3 separate regions of the Sus scrofa genome follow, and regions 2 and 3 are each linked to region 1. Evidence: chromatin contacts called from public HiChIP or PLAC-seq data. All regions are on one chromosome and are shown on one strand. The core of a region is the stretch at or near the end of the contact, and the rest is flanking DNA. Distances in the headings are between cores, read along the strand shown. Region 1 overlaps FGGY (FGGY carbohydrate kinase domain-containing protein). Region 2 has its middle 220 kb from the start of FGGY. Region 3 has its middle 190 kb from the start of FGGY.

Region 1 (2,893 bases), core at 283-2,782:
GCATCAGCTCTGTAGGAGGGTACTCACTCTTCCTGAAGCATGGGCAGCTCCTGGCCCCAAGCGCTCTGAGAAGCTGTCCTAATCTGCCATACTCATGGGTGGGTTCTGGCTGTCCACCACCTGTCTTCCTGCAGAGCCACGAGTGACCACACTCCTGCTGTCTGCCTCCTTCCCCTGTGTCTGTTCTTCGACAGTGATCTGAGAGGTGGACTGTTCCTGATGTAGCCTTTCCTTGGAGTCCATGCAGGGAGCCTCTGGTCTGCTGTCTTCCCTCCCCGCCTCCTGCTCTAAAGCCATCCCGCAAGCATTCAGCTCTCAGGCCCTCGATTGACCACCTGTGTGGCCTTGGTCAGGGTTCTTAATCTCTCTGTGTCTCAGTGTGGATAGTAAATAACCTCCTGTGTTATTTGTAAAGATAAATGAGATAATCCATATAAAGCGATTAGAACAGTGTCGGGCATATCATAAGTACCAAGTGCATTGCTGCCTGCCTTCCTCAAATACCTGCTGCCTCGTTCTCAGATGAGCATTAGGGATGCTGAGGTATACAGAACCCTGTCTGCCTTGAGGAGTCCTGTCCCTGCTGTTTACTGAGTGTCTCCTGTGAGGCACACACTTTGCTTGGGTTACCTCATTGAGTCCCCACCACAATCTAAAGTGGTGCTTACTCTTCTCAGAATTCTTCTCAGACTGCAGCCCAGAGACCAGAGAAGTCATGTGACATTCCCTGTGGCAAGCAGTTCACAAATGGTAGCAGTGGAATCAGAACTCAGGTCTCTCAGGCTCCAGATCTAGTGTTTTTCACCCACCTCACTCAGGCTGCCATTGCCTGACTTGTTTCGAAAGGAAAAAAAAAAAAGCAGCAGCAGTGCATCGTGGGAGTGATCATATGGGAAATAAACTCTCCTTCTCAGGGCATCCGCTTCCAGCTTTCAGAAGTGGGGGGTGGGAATGGGCTAGGCTCAAGAGCCCAGCTCCCAGCAGTCCTTGCTTCTACCCATCTGAAAAGGATCCGTCTTTAAAAGCAAGGAGCCAGAAAAAATAATTCATACTAAAAACAAACTCTGTCATGAGTCATTTGACTTTGCTTTCCCCTGAACACATAGTTTATGTCTTGGGCGAGCTAAGGCTAAAGGAACATCTGATATGTTTTAGGCTAGCAGAGCCATTATTTTTGGAGCTGTACGTCCAATCTGTGCCCATTGGACCCCATGGTTTAAATCAAGTCTTCTGCTCAGGAGACCCGACAATTTGTTATTGCTGTTGGAGTTTGTTTTGGGGTTTGATTGTGTATGAGTTTTACCAAGGTGACAAGAATCTCTTTGTTCAGTGATTCAAAAGTTCTCAGGTGGTGAACTAACCTAGGCAGTGGTTATTCTGAGTCAGCACATGCTGGTGAGGACTGTGTGTAAACCCACATGTGTTCAGGTAGACGAGCCCCTTCAGAAATGAGAGGGAGAGAAGAGGGGAGGGCAGTTTCCAAATGAGCTGCTTTCTTCCCATCCGCAGAGGAGGGAGACGCGGCCCTGGGTCAGAGTATTTCTCAATCCTGCGCGAACAGGATGTAACCCCGAACACAAGGCAAGTGTCTCTGTCTCTTTGGCTGACTCGCTTCTCTTTAGATAGTGAACAATGGTAGAAATACACTTACACTGTAAAAACGCAGACGACATAGAAATTCAGAGTAAAAGGCAAAAGGCACAAGCCTCTCCTGATCCCAGAGGGAATCGTTACTGTCTGTTTTGTATGTCTTCTTCACCTTGTTAATGCATTCACAGACATATGTATGGGAGCGTCTAGGATCATAGTGTGCAAATTGCTCCACAAGGTTTTTTTTCACTTATTAGCTGTCGGGAGGATGTCAGTGCATATAGAGCCGCCCTATGTCTATTACCTGTGGGTGGTAATTCCAGAGTCTGCATTTATAAAAAGTTACTTAACCTATGTCCTATTGATTGACATTTAGACTGTGTTTGGTATCTAGTTTTGCATATGGCAATGCCAGGATCATCCTGGGTATGGTTCTTTACATACATGTGTGAAGAGTTCTCTTGGAGAGATACAAAAAAATAAAATTTCTTCTGGGAGGATTCGTGCGCTTGAAATTGTCTTAGCTATGGCCAAAATGCCCTCCATAAAGGCCAGCCCAGTTTGTATTTCTGCCAACGGTGCCCCTCTGCCTTTGCCAACACTGCGTATTGTCAGTCGCTTAACATTTTTGCCAAAGTCTTGGGCAGAAAATGACTGCTTATGTTCTTTTCCTTTGCCTCTGCCCTGTTGCTAGTAAGAATGAACATTTTCTTTATATCCTCGGTCTGTCATCTGTCAATGGCCTATTAAGATCCTCTCTTCATTTTCCTATAGGGTTTTTTGTCTTTCTTTTGCAGATTTAGAGGAGTTCTTCGTGTGCTCTGTACCTCAGTCCTTTGTCGTATATATTGAAGTTTTTCTTGTAATAGGATCCTCATCATCTACCTTTGCTTATAGTGTCTTATCCAGAAGTTTTCAATTTTCCTTTACTGACATCTGTGAATCTCTTTCTTTATGGCTTCAAGATTTCTTGGAGACTTTCCCTATAAACTATTTCTTTTCCTGAAGCTATGTTTTTCAGAATAATAACATTTTAGACCAGAACACACCAGGCTGGCAGGATGGTCTCTGTGTTTATGCAGACATTCCTGGTAATTTCACCATTAATTACGGGGAAATTCTGAAACCATATGGATCAGTCATAGGCAAATGAGAGGCAGTCGGGGACTAGCTAGGAGCTTGCAGCCTGAAGTCATGTATATGGGCCTTGGACCAACCACACCTAGGCTCCTGTACTTGCACTTGATTTGAGGAACATCATTTCGCTGTTCTGAGCCTTAGTTTATTTCTCTGTAAAACGGAA
Region 2 (2,893 bases), core at 210-2,709, 620 kb before region 1:
TGTGCTTCCATGAGATAAAAGCTCTTCGAGGATAAGACTGTCTTTTTTTTTTTTTTTTGGCTTTTTAGGGCCGCACCTGCAGCATATGGAGGTTCCCAGACAAGGGGTCCAATTGGAGCTACAGCTGCCAGCCTACACCACAGCCCAGCAACGCAGGATCCGAGCTATGCCTGCGACCTACACCACAGCTCACGGCAATGCCAGGTGCTTAATCCACTGAGTGAAGCCAGGGATTGAACCCACAACCTCATGGTTCCTAGTCAGATTTATTTCCCCTGCGCCATGACGGGAACTCCAAGACTGTCTCTTAACTCATCCTTTTTTTCCTCTTTCCAAAGCCCCAGCGGTCCTCGGGGACAAGTACCATCTACATCACGAGGGACCTTGGTAGAAATACAAATTCTCAGCATCACCTCACCCCCAACCAGATCTACTGAATCTGAAACTCTAGGGTGAGGCCAGCAAACTGTACTTTTAACGGGTCTTCCAGTCTGAGAAGCCCTGACCTGGAGAGACCCCCCCCCCCCCATTTCATGCCTGATCTCCTGGGACAGCTCCTCACTGAGCTTCAACGGTTACTTTCCAATCTGTTCTCCACACTACAGCCAGATTACTTGGTTGTAACATGTAAGGACCCTGTTCAAAAGCCTTAAGTGGCTTCCTTTTGCCCTTAAAATTAAACGCAGATCCCTCACCATGGCCTACAGGGTCCTCTGTGATCTGGTCTTGCTTTTTTCTCCAGCCTTGCCCTGTATTTCCCCTCCACTAACTCTCCACCACCAGACACACTGGCTTTGCTTTCACATCTCAGACCAGAAGATCCTTCCTGCCTTAGGGTGTCCACCAGGGCCAGGGACAACAGGAGTGAGTCACCTTCTCTGCCCTTCAGGAGGGACGGTCAAGTAGGAGAGACAAATATGGACACAAATAAACATGCAGATTACAGGAAGCAAAGTAACAGTGCTGAGCACATGATAGAGCAGCCAAGATTAATTCCATTTGGGGACTCCCTTTCTGTGGCCACATCCAACTGCTTCTAAAGTTCTAAGGGGCAGGTTGTCCCACATGAACATTCCAACACTAGCCATTCCATCGCCCTGAGCCTCAGTCCCCACGTCTGTAAAATAGGGGCAAGGGAAGGCGCACATCAGGAGGCATGGAAAGCACCCTGGAGCCCAGGACAGGCCTGTGGCAGGGGCTCAGCAGGGTGACAGTTCTCTCTTATCTCTGCAGCAGAGTCAAGTTGTGATCTAGGGAGGCTGTGGGCAGGGGGGAGAGCCCTGAGCCTCAGTAGAAAATTAAGCACGTCCAGAAAAAAATGACGAGCTTGAGGTTAGGCCTAAAGAGAAAGGAAATTTCCCCTCCACACTGAGAAATCTCCCTCCTGTGGGTGTGGTAGCGAATGTGAAAGTGGAACCTCCCTCCTGGCTCCTGCACTTACCAGAAGGGGCAGTGAGGCTTGCAGGGGCCTTACAGAAAAAGCAGCAGCTGAACAGGAACTGGGGCCACCAGTTCTGGGAAGCTGGGGGCTTCTGGGGCAGAGCCCAGAGGCCCAGTGTTTACAAAGTCCAGAAGTACCTGCACCCAGACTGGGTTAGACAGAAACTGAACCGAGGTGAGCCCTTGGCACCGTCCCCCAGAGCTGGAAAGCTGGAGAGAAAGCCAGGATCACTTCTCCCGGGCACAGGGCTCCAGGCTCTTCAGACAAACAGCCGAGCTATAGCCTCTGAGAGGAAGTGGGGAATCCTTCCTCCCAGAGTGGATTAGCTATTCCTTCCTTCATTCACTCACTCCCAATTCCTTCTTCTGTGAAATAGGAAAAAAGAATTCCCTTGCTGTCTCTTTGGAATTCATATAGCAGGGAAGGATGGAAGAAGGTTTGCTGTAGAGCTCAAATGAGATAATGAATTCAGTCATCATTTAATGTGTACTAACTAAGCACCTGCTGTAATAATAATAAGGACACTTACGGAGTGCTTCGTTATTCCTTACAAGCACTCTCTGAGGTAGCTGCTGTTATTTCCATTTATGGATGAGGAAACTGCGGCTCTGAGAGGTGAACTTGTTTAGATCACACTGCTCGTCAGTGCTAGAGCTGGGATTTGAACATGAGCAGACTCTGAACTTGTCCTGGGTGCAGAGCTACAAACAGGGCCCAGGCCTTATCTCCGGCACTAGAGAGAGGGCATCTTCAAGGTCGGGAATGATCATCTATTAACCAGAATCTGCAAATTCTAGACCACAGCCCAGGGTGCAGTGGCTGATCACTAAATGTGGGTGGGCAACTTAAAACAAAGTGAAATGAAGCAATCTGGTGGGGCAGAGAAGGAAGCAGACAGACAGCACTGTGATGTAACAGGTAGGTGCCTGCAAAGGGCTCCCTGGAGTTTGCGCTGGGTCAGTGTGTACCAGTCAGGGTCTCAATGGCCCATCCACTTAGTGTATTCAGAGGAGGGCTTATCTGCAAAGCTACAGATGTGGAAGAATCACAAGGGAGAAACAGGAGCTTAGTAGTTGCCAAACATTTGCCACAAGGGGAGTGAGAGTCCTGCAGAGCCAACCACCTTAAGAGGAGCAGCAAGGGTCATGGCCAGGTCCAGAGGACTTACAACGAGGAACTCATTCCCTCTCTCCTTCTGAAGCTCCTGATTGGTGAAGAATCCACTAATGCCATCTCCATGGGCCAACCTCCTGGGCACAGAGCAAATGGAGAAAGCTGGAGTATAGATCTAAAAGGGAAAATAAAAGATACTCTGCACATCTTAGGGAGAAGGTGCAGGTATTTACTGGAAAGTAGAGCTGGAAAGCACATACCATCGAGGGAGAGGATGTGCAGTAGTCCCACTGTCTGGAAGGCTTGGAGTGCTTTGGTATATCAAAGACACTGGGATGA
Region 3 (2,893 bases), core at 261-2,760, 590 kb before region 1:
ATCACACTTCTAGATATATCACCAAAGGAATCAAAATCAGGACCACAAAGAGATAACTGCACTCCCACGTTCACTGCAGTAGTAATTACGACAGCCAAGATAGGGATCAATCTAAACGTCCTTCAACAGATGAATGGATAAAGAAAACCAACTGTACATATATAAATACACAATGGAATATCATTCAGCCTTAAAAGAAGGAAGAAAACCTTGTGATTTTCAACATCATGGATAAAGAACTAAAGGACATTATGCTAACGTGAAAAAAGCAAGACAAAGAAAGAAACACTGCATGATTTTTTTTTTTTTTTTTTGGTCTTTTTAGGGCCGCAGCCACAACATATGGAAATTCCCAGGCTAGAAGTTGCATCGGAGCCGTAGCCACCAGCCTACACCACAGCTCATGGCAATGCTGGATCCTTGACCCACTGAGCAAGGCCAGGGATCGAAACCACATCCTTATGGTTATTAGTTGGTTTCGTTACCACGGGGCCACAATGGAAACTCCACACTACATAATCTTAAATGTAGAATAAAAAAATTGTCATACTCATAAAAACAGAGAGTAGGTCAGTGGTTGCCAGGAGTTGCGGGGGGAGGAGGAAACAGGGTGATGTTGGTCAAAGGGCACAGAGTTTCAGTTATCTAAGATGAGTAAGTTCTGGAGATCTAATGTGCGTGGGGTAATGACAGCACTGTTGTACTCTACAGTAGACTCACATTTTGCTCAGAGGATAAATCTTAAATGCTTTTAACACACACACATGGTAACTATGTAGAAATGATAAAATGAACTGTTTTATGGTGATCACCCCCACAACATTATAAATATATCAAAATATCAAGTTGCACATCTTAAATATATACACTCCATATGACAATAATATCTCAATAAAGCTGTTTAAAAATGCTAAGCCTTGCAATCAGGAAAAGAGCAGAGCTACGTGTTATCAACGTGACCATGAGGATGACCCTTCACCCCTGTGAATCCTAACTTCTGTATCTGTGAAATAGGGATGGTAAACCTCTACTGAAGATGGTCATTGTGGGGGATGCCATATGTTGGGCATGTCATAGGTTAAAATGTCTTATGTAGAGACTGTTTAATTTGATATCATTCATTTAACAAATATTTTTAGACACGCTCTATAAAAGTTAGTGTTCTCTTTTTTTCTTGCCAAACCTCAGATGCCTCTGATTCATGACTTCTCCCATTCGTGTTCCTCAGGGTCACTTCCCTACACATTCACTTTTCCTCGCCCCCTTTTGCTCCCTCAAAACCCTTGACTGTCACAACATTAAGATGACAGCACTCAGCACAATACCTCACACTTGTCTGCATTCAATAATCACCTGTCGACTGTCCAGCCTCCTCTGCTCGCTAATTTCTCACTCTTGGCCTTTTCTGGTTCTTTACCTCCTCTGAAGACCTTTGCTGCCCAGTGCCTCATGACTGCGACAAAATATCCAGACAAAAATGCAGAAGAAAGGAAAAAGAAGACACTTTCCACCCACCCCATGGCTTCCTTCTATTTTCGAGGCCAGTGACACTAACAAGAGCTTCCCTTTAACCTTGGCCAGCTGGAGCCCTATCAGCCCTATCAGCTACCCTGGCTGGCAGCTAACACCCATTAGCAGTTGATTAAGCGGTAATTAGGGAGCCCAGTTAGGGTTATTAGCATTTCTACACTCCCATTTGTAAATCATAATTGGCTTGAGTGAGATGCAGAAGCAGCTGGTATGGGGAGATCCAGTCTGCAAATTCAGCCACAGCTCACACTACAGTACCTGCTAGGAATTCTTGGGAACCTCCTTAGGCCAGATAGTTCCTATATCCCCACCTGCCCACCTCCTACCCCACTACATGCAACACTATTCCCCAAACCTCTGGATCTCTCCTACAGTACAGACATTCAAATGTCTTCTCTTCTAAGAAAGGGCCTGGCCATATTGGCCTAGTGAAGAGAAGAGAGATTTGGAGTTAGACCTGGGTTGAAAACCCAGCTCCTGCCCTTACTAGTTCGGTGACCTGGAACAAGTCATTTAACCTCTGTATCAGTTTCATTATTGAAAAACACTCTTGTCTTGATGGAAGAATTTGTATTAATAGAAGAATTTGTATTAATTTTCTGGCAAATCAAAAGGATATTTGATGATAAAAAGATCAGTGTTTGCCCAGGTCCAGAGGAAAGGAGAGAGAGATGAATGGGTGGAGCATAGGGGATTTTTAGGGCAGTGAAACTCTTCTGTAAGGTATTGCAATGATATTATGCATTTGTCAAAAGACATAGTATGTGCAACCTGAGTGAACCCTGATATAAACTATGGGCTTGAGTAAGGAATAATGTAATATTGGTTCATCAGTTGTAACGAGAGTACCATATTAATGCAAGATGTTAATGTTAAAAGACAAACTACATCACGTTACAAATCTTAAGTTTATTGGAGAGAAACACCTCTTCTAACAGTGTGGTGCCAAATTGGAAATGGTCAGAAAGGCTCCAGCAACAGGAGCTGGGGGATGGAAGCGGGCGGGACTTTCACAGAGAAGGCACAGAAGCAAAGCAAGGGAATTATTTGACTCGCTATGGCTTTAGTGATTGCCTTATTTGGGGGAGCCCAGCTGGCCAGTTGTGATTGGTTGTCTTCTGGTTTCAAGTTCTTAGCCTTCATTTATAGGTTAGGTTTGGCTTTGCTTAAGTAGGCTGCCACAGCCTTAGAACCACCTCCATCTAAGGACCTCTTTGTCTAATTAACTGAACATTAATAATAGGGGAAACTCTGTAGGCGGGGGAAGAGGTATTTGGGAACTTAGTTTTTTCTGTAAACCTAAAACTGCTCTAGAAGATAAAGTCTATTCATTTTTTTAAAAGCGTTTTTGACGGATTATTCT

What was found. HiChIP or PLAC-seq counts read pairs in DNA pulled down with a chosen protein or histone mark.
Region 2: an H3K27ac HiChIP or PLAC-seq map of alveolar macrophages shows a contact between it and region 1. The contact joins two enhancer-like sites. A contact is called at or near these places in 3 of 47 Hi-C or Micro-C datasets (embryonic fibroblasts, retroperitoneal adipose tissue and subcutaneous adipose tissue) and 2 of 2 datasets of contacts at active chromatin or transcription factors (alveolar macrophages and skeletal muscle).
Region 3: an H3K27ac HiChIP or PLAC-seq map of alveolar macrophages shows a contact between it and region 1. The contact joins two enhancer-like sites. A contact is called at or near these places in 2 of 47 Hi-C or Micro-C datasets (embryonic fibroblasts and fetal heart ventricle) and 1 of 2 datasets of contacts at active chromatin or transcription factors (alveolar macrophages).

Annotation. Positions count from the first base shown.
Region 1 is chr6:152,815,705-152,818,597 of Sscrofa11.1, reverse strand. The region is part of intron 14 of FGGY (FGGY carbohydrate kinase domain-containing protein); the gene reads left to right. Among named protein-coding and RNA genes, the nearest start is that of HOOK1, 110 kb to the right of the region's middle. Within about 2 kb of position 1,532, at least 19 of the 83 cell types and tissues checked have an H3K27ac peak or open chromatin away from gene starts, as enhancers often do. A contact at or near this core is called in alveolar macrophages, retroperitoneal adipose tissue and subcutaneous adipose tissue, where this site is marked.
Region 2 is chr6:153,432,912-153,435,804 of Sscrofa11.1, reverse strand. No RefSeq gene overlaps it. Among named protein-coding and RNA genes, the nearest start is that of FGGY, 220 kb to the right of the region's middle. Within about 2 kb of position 1,459, at least 34 of the 83 cell types and tissues checked have an H3K27ac peak or open chromatin away from gene starts, as enhancers often do. A contact at or near this core is called in alveolar macrophages, retroperitoneal adipose tissue and subcutaneous adipose tissue, where this site is marked.
Region 3 is chr6:153,405,383-153,408,275 of Sscrofa11.1, reverse strand. No RefSeq gene overlaps it. Among named protein-coding and RNA genes, the nearest start is that of FGGY, 190 kb to the right of the region's middle. Within about 2 kb of position 1,510, at least 3 of the 83 cell types and tissues checked have an H3K27ac peak or open chromatin away from gene starts, as enhancers often do. A contact at or near this core is called in alveolar macrophages, where this site is marked.